Linked DNA regions of Mus musculus: region 2 is linked to region 1. Evidence: chromatin contacts called from public Hi-C data. All regions are on one chromosome and are shown on one strand. Each heading gives the region's core, a stretch centred on a gene start, on an enhancer-like site or on the middle of the called end of the contact. The rest is flanking DNA. Distances are from core to core; before and after follow the strand shown. Region 1 overlaps Kif26b (kinesin family member 26B). Region 2 overlaps Smyd3 (SET and MYND domain containing 3).

What was found. Hi-C and Micro-C count contacts between places; a contact is called where the count stands out from the background.
Region 2: a contact with region 1 is called in a Hi-C map of cranial neural crest, with 2.2 times the contacts expected there. The contact joins two enhancer-like sites. A contact is called at or near these places in 21 of 39 promoter capture datasets (the 3T3-L1 cell line, 3T3-L1-derived adipocytes, the C10 cell line and 14 more), 1 of 15 datasets of contacts at CTCF or cohesin (embryonic stem cells), 48 of 484 Hi-C or Micro-C datasets (B cells, CD4 single positive thymocytes, CD8 T cells and 37 more) and 12 of 115 datasets of contacts at active chromatin or transcription factors (craniofacial prominence, embryonic basal ganglia, embryonic forebrain and 8 more).

The regions. Positions count from the first base shown.
Region 1 is chr1:178,549,463-178,552,642 of GRCm38.p6, reverse strand. The region is part of intron 2 of Kif26b (kinesin family member 26B); the gene reads right to left. Among named protein-coding and RNA genes, the nearest start is that of Kif26b, 22 kb to the right of the region's middle. Within about 2 kb of position 1,427, at least 15 of the 459 cell types and tissues checked have an H3K27ac peak or open chromatin away from gene starts, as enhancers often do.
Region 2 is chr1:179,134,992-179,138,171 of GRCm38.p6, reverse strand. The region is part of intron 5 of Smyd3 (SET and MYND domain containing 3); the gene reads left to right. Among named protein-coding and RNA genes, the nearest start is that of Gm31349, 190 kb to the left of the region's middle. Within about 2 kb of position 1,626, at least 53 of the 459 cell types and tissues checked have an H3K27ac peak or open chromatin away from gene starts, as enhancers often do.

The DNA.
Region 1 (3,180 bases), core at 178-2,677:
GCTGAAATCAGCTCTCCACCATGAAGCTGATATTCTCAGGCATTTTATCACAGTGACGAAGTGCTGACTTCAGAACACAGGCCTTCAAGGTTTAGACCTCAAAATAGCTCATGGGAAGACAAAAGTCCCAAGGGAGCCAAGTGCAGTCTGTGGTTGCCATAGCCCCTTCCCCCTCCAGCAACCGTATCACCCTTCCCCTTGTCTCTTGCAGCTGACAGTGGTGGCCTCGAGGACAGCTCTGAGCCCTGCTATGTATTCATCATTACATGCAGGCCAGGTCCTGGGCCAGGCCCAAAGCCCCAATGCCACCTGCTCTCTGTCTCTGTCCCCAGACACCGTGATCCACACATGTTATATCCAGGTGCTCATGGCCCACAGCCTTTGTCTCTTGCAGTTGTCAGGCTCCATGCCCCACACCGCATCAGGCAGACACCTATTTATCCCCTGCCACTCCCTTGAAGGTCACGTTGGTCTTTCTGAGGCTACCTTAGGCACCCCCATTTTACCTGCCCACACTTGTGCTGTAGCCCATTGTCACACAGATGGGGACTTTCATCTGCATGCCTGTTGCCCTCTCCACTCTTGAAACCAAAGTCTGTGTTTCCTTTGGTTCCATATCTGCAGTGTGGAACATGCAATGTGTTAGGAGCTCACCCAGTGGAGTACAGTCAGAAGGTTCCATGAGCCAGCTCACTCAGGTCTTTCTCTTCAGCGTAATCTATAGACTGTTTCAGTGCTGCTGGGAGCAGGAGGAGCCAAGGAAATTACTGTTTAAGGGGAGTGGAGTCTTACATGGGGAAGATGGATGGTGGATACAGTCACAGAATGTGACCGTGTTTAATGTCACATGACAGGAGGCCTACAAAGGGTCAGGTCACAAGAGCTGTATGCTAGTATCATTAAAAAAGGATGAAAGCTGAGCTGGAGAGATGGCTCAGTCAGTGAAGGGCTTGCTTTGCATGAGTGGCACCTGAGTTCAATCCCCAAAGCTCATTTAAAAATAAAGACGTTGACTGTGGTGATCGTAATCCCAGCTCTGAGGGAAAAGGGGGTCCTGTGCAGAGGCAGGAGGATCCCAGACTTACTGACACTCCAGTCTAGACTAATGAATTCCAGGACAGTAGATAGTAGTACAACAAGAGAGGTAGAACATTTCAAACACCTGAGGAACACTAATGGATAACCTTTGGTCTACACACACATAAACAACATGCAGAGTTAGCATAAATACCACCAGCAGACAAATGCCTAAATGTGTAAACCAAGAACCCGTTCATGGGCGAGACCAAGAAGAAGGCTGAACAACTCAGTGTTAAGACACCCAAGTTTGAAGACACGGTCACAAAACCATAAGGGAAGCTCCAGTCACTCGGGACTCTGTGTTTCTCCTTCTATCCCTGACCCAGGACCACTGTGGGTTGCCTGGCATTTCCAGAATGGATCTAGAATTGTTGGAGACTTCCCCCAGCTTGATCATGAATGAAGGACTTGGGTCTTCTTTCCCTCTCTCTAATTCTCTCTTTTGAGACGGGATCTTGCTATGTAGCCCAGGCAAGGCGTGAACTTAACAATCCCCCTGTCTCAGCCTCTGGGAACACTGAAAGATACATGTGTAACACCACTCCTTCTTTTTTTTTTTTTTGGAAAAAAGCAGGTGAGAAGTAACCAGTGTACTGTTCCCCTAGAGTGGTTCCCCACCAGCATGTTCTACAGCTTTTACAACATCCCACACTCAGGGAAACCAGTCCTTCAGGCCTGGGCCAGGGTTCCCTGTAACCCCTCCACCTACCTCTAAACAAAAACCAGCACACACCCTCACCCCCCCCCCATTCTGAGTCTTTCATTTTCTCAGCTAAAATCACAGAACCTAGGGCCATTAAACTTCTATGGGAAAAACCAGGGCCCCAGAGGCTCAGGAGGGCATTTTTTTCCCCTGGTCTTATTTAAGGGTCATTTTGCTAATCAGAAACAGGCCTAAACTGCCAGCTCCACTATCCCTCACCAGGGGCAAGAAGGAAACATACACCCCAAGAACCAGTAAAATCAAAACCAAAAGGCGCTGCCCCCACCTTTGTTTCATGTAAAGTGGGGTGAATGAAGGCCGTGTTGATACTCGCTCACACAGACTCACTGTTCAAGCCACCACACTCTGCGCCACGAGCATCTTTGGTCGAGCCATTGACCAGTGTGCACCCTGTGCAACTGTCACATGAAACTGTCCCACCAAGCCTGTGTCCTGCCGAAGTCTAGAGTTGTGCAATCTATTTCCCTAAAGAGACTTCTAAGATTCTTTGGCAACATTCACCAAGAGATAAGTTTTATCCGAAAAGGAATTAGGGGTCAAAAAAGATAGTTGTCTTTAAAAAAAAAATAGAGGGATCGGCCACCCTGAGTTCTGGGTGTAAAGAGCCTGACGGCAAGTCCCACTCAGTAAAGTACCAGATGTTAAGTCCCACTCAGTAAAGTACCAGATGTTAAGTCCCACTCAGTAAAGTACCAGATGTTAAGTCCCACTCAGTAAAGTACCAGATGTTAAGTCCCACTCAGTAAAGTACCAGATGTTAAGTGCTGCATGGCAGATTACCTTCAGAAGGAAACCAACTGTAAAAATCACAGAAGGAATTCCTTGAAGGTCAGAAACCTCTCTCCTGCCAGCCCACCCTATCAACCACATCTCTTCTTCAGAAACTGAAGCCCCAGACCACAGGAGGTGCCAGCCCTCCCATGTCCTGAAAGCCCTTATTCTCAAGGGCCCAGTGGGGGGAGAGGGCTCCCAAACCTACCTGATGGCTTGGAGGGATCTAAGACACAAGGTACAACCCCACAGCTCTTGGAACGTTCCGTGCTTCCCAACCTTTCAAGTCCAGGCTCACTGCCAAGGGCACAATGCCCACTAAACTCCAGGATATAGAGAAAGGCAAAACTCCTAGGTTGGACCACAAGGCCATGTTTTTCCAGACATCTATGGTTCCCTTCCACAACTGTGATTTCTACTTCCAGGTTCAAGTGTGAGCTCCAGGACCCTGACGCCAGTCCTCCCCAGACAAAGAACACCAGCATCTCACGGGGAAGAGGGAAGAACCCTGAGTTCCAATGTCTCAGAGAGAAATGTAAGAGTTACACAAAGCCATCCTACCAAGCTATGGCTCCCGTCTTCTGACTCAGCACAGAGAGAGCTGT
Region 2 (3,180 bases), core at 377-2,876, 590 kb before region 1:
TCTGCCTCTTAAAATCTTTCTGACCCACCTTCTACATAGGTCCTTGAGAGGAGGGGTATGATGCAGATATTCCAATTAGAGCACTTCAAAGTCTCTTCTTCCCCACAGTTGACCAACTGTGAGGCTCCGTGTTAATTACTACCTAATACAAGAAGCAGCTTTTCTGATGGTGGCTTAGTGATCACTGGTCTGTGTGGGTATAGCAACATGCCATCTGGGCCTGTTTAATTACTATGTTCATTTAGAAATAATAGGAGTGGATGTTCCCTTAGGGTCTGTGATCTGTTGAGCCTCCGGTTCTTGCCTTCAGTGATAATGCGAGCTGTGTGTATGGGTGTTTTGTCTGCATGTATGTATGTGTCCACAAGCATGCTCGGTGCTCATGGAGGCCAGGAGAGTTATTAGATCCCTGGGACTGGAGTTACAGTTGTAAGCTGCCATGTGGGTATTGGTAGTTGAACCTGGGTCCTCTGGAAGAGCAGCCAGTGCTCTTAACCCCTGAGCCATCTCTCCAGCCCCCTACCCTCAATGATTTTTTTCTTCCTTTTTAAATTGGTGCTGGAATGGACACCTAGAGCTTCCTGTGGCTAAGCAAGTATGGTACCAGTGACTGAGACCCCCCATATACCAATGAAGTATGCCTGTGTCTTAGAGTCACTCTTAGGGTTCTTGAGTAATTTCATCCTTATAACTTTCACATGATTCTCTCCCTGATGTTTTGAATTTTTTGCTGGTGGTTTGGTGGCATCCAGGCTGTTTCTGATAGTGTCTGAGCCATTCCCCGTGCTCCTCAGTGTGCTCCTCCCCATTGCATGGGTTTTGCAATTTCTCCACATCCTCACCAAATTGATTTTTTATTTTTAAATGATAGCCACCTAGTGGTGGTGTTGTGGTATGTCCTTGTGGTTGTTTCAAGGTGTCTGGATAACATATAAGAGCTGTGTCCTCTTAGGAGCCAGGTCGGTCACATCGTGCTTTTGACTGAGAGTCAGTGATCTTCTTGCCTTTCCCAAAGGCAGGTGAGAGATGAATGGATGTCACTTAAACGGCGGCTGAGCCTGGCCTCAGAGGGGCCAGCCCGTGACTCCTCACTCTGGAATCTACTTGTTCACAGGTGTTGCAGGCCTGGCTCCAGCCCAGCACAACATTTTCCCTGGAGGAATGCCACGCTGTGGATTTTCTTGTCTGCAGACGCTCTTGTTGCCAGACCTTACAGACAGGCTCGGGGAGCGTTCGGTCTGGCGGGCCTTGCCAGCTAGTGCCTGTGCATGACCCTTTGGTGGAGCGCTGCCAGGGAAGCCTGGGCGCTTGCAGGCACATGTGGGCGTGGCTGGGCACTCCCCGCCTCTTCCAATTGTTCTTAGATGGGCAAGGCTTCTCTTCTCAGCCCTTACCTTGGACTTCCTCCTGTGTCCCATCATTCAGCTGCCTGAGTCCCCACTTCCTTCCTGGAACTGAAGGTGCTGACCTTCTGCAGAAGGGACTGGAATTGTTCACATACACACCATTTGCATGGCTGAGAGGCTGGGAGGAAGCACTTGACAGGCAGACCTCCCACTTCGACCTGCCCCAGTTTGCATCTTGGATTTCCTCAGGGAAAATGGTCCCTCCTGCTATTGATTCACAGCTAAGATGAGATGTGATTACATAAGCTGAAAGTGCACTGCTGGCCAAGAAATGGTAGCTCTTGTCAGAGACCTCCAGCAGCTTCTCAAAGAGGCAGCCAGCCTTCTGTGATGCGTTAGTTACCAAGCATCATGGGCGTTTGATGAGTGAGGCTTAGGAACATTTAGATAAATGCTTTGTTTTGTTTCATTTCTTCATGTTTTCTAATAATTTAATTTTTCAAAGTAGCAATTTTACCTGTGTTTCTTTTATAGTGGGTTTTTTTTTTTTTAAGAATTTTATTTTGTTTGAGATAGGGTTTCATTATATAGTTGATGCTGGTCAGAAACGCACTATGTTGCCCAGGATAGCCTTAAACACACAGCAATCCTCCTGCCTCAGTTTTCTAAGTGCATGCACCCATCCAGTTTTTAAAGTGTCTTCATGTTTTTACTACTCACCCTCACAGGCCGTCCCATTATTCTAACCTACCTGGTGTAAGGGGAGGTGACAGGTCAACTAAGGGATCCATATTCCCAGCCAAGGATGCAAACTTGACTTGCTGACCAGGATCTTCCCTGCCTTTGAAACAAGCCCAGAGCTGCCTGCAGATGTTTGTAACTCAGATGTGGGAGGTGAGTGACTGTGTGACAAGAAATAAGCTCCAAGCACTTGGCTCCAAAACATGTCAGGGGAAAAAATGCCCATTGCAGAAGACAGACAGGGAAAAAACATGCGCCCCAGGAAGCTAGCCGCCCATGTGCCCTCTAACAGTCGCCTAGTCAGAAACCCGACTGCCAGGTGCTCATTCGCTGTGTGTGTGTGTGTATGTGTGTGTGTGCATGCGCATGCACGCGAGCTCTGCCTGTGTGTGTACATGGGTATGTGTGTATTTTTTTGTATATTAACATTTTTACTGCTCTGGGAGTTTCATGTCATGCACTCTGATCTTAATCCCTTCACAGTTCCATGTCTTCCCGCTTGCCCCTAAAAGAAGTAAAAAATAATTTTAAAACGGGGAGGGGAGAGTCCATTTTTGTGATATCTGTATACTTGCTGGAACATCGTCAGATTCTTAGTAGCATGTCCCTTAAATAGAGCTGAGCCCTTCCCTCCCCACACCTCTGCCCAAACCCATCAATTGTGAAGAGTTGCTCTTTGGCTTTTTGACACACTTTTTTAGCTCAGTTTTCCTCATTGGATATTCGGGCAAATTTTGTTGTTGTTGTTGTTTTTGTTTTTGTTTGTTTTTTTGTTTTTGTTTCTGATGTAACATATGGCCATGCCCCAGTTTATATCAGATAAACTTAACAGTTTCTTTGAAGTAGCACTGTCTAGTCTGGATAAGGACAGTTATAAATACCAAAGAGTCAGCAGTCACCTATATGAGAAGAAAATGAACGAGTATATGGTTATTGCCACAATACATTTCTACAAGCTCCGTGGCTATTAAAGCCTATAAGTTATCACCTTCAGTTTCGTGGACCAGGAATCCAGCCTTTGCTTTTCTGAACTAAAACTCAAGGTGTCAGCACGAGGTTCTAGGGGAAATGTGCACGAGGACCCTTACCGGCT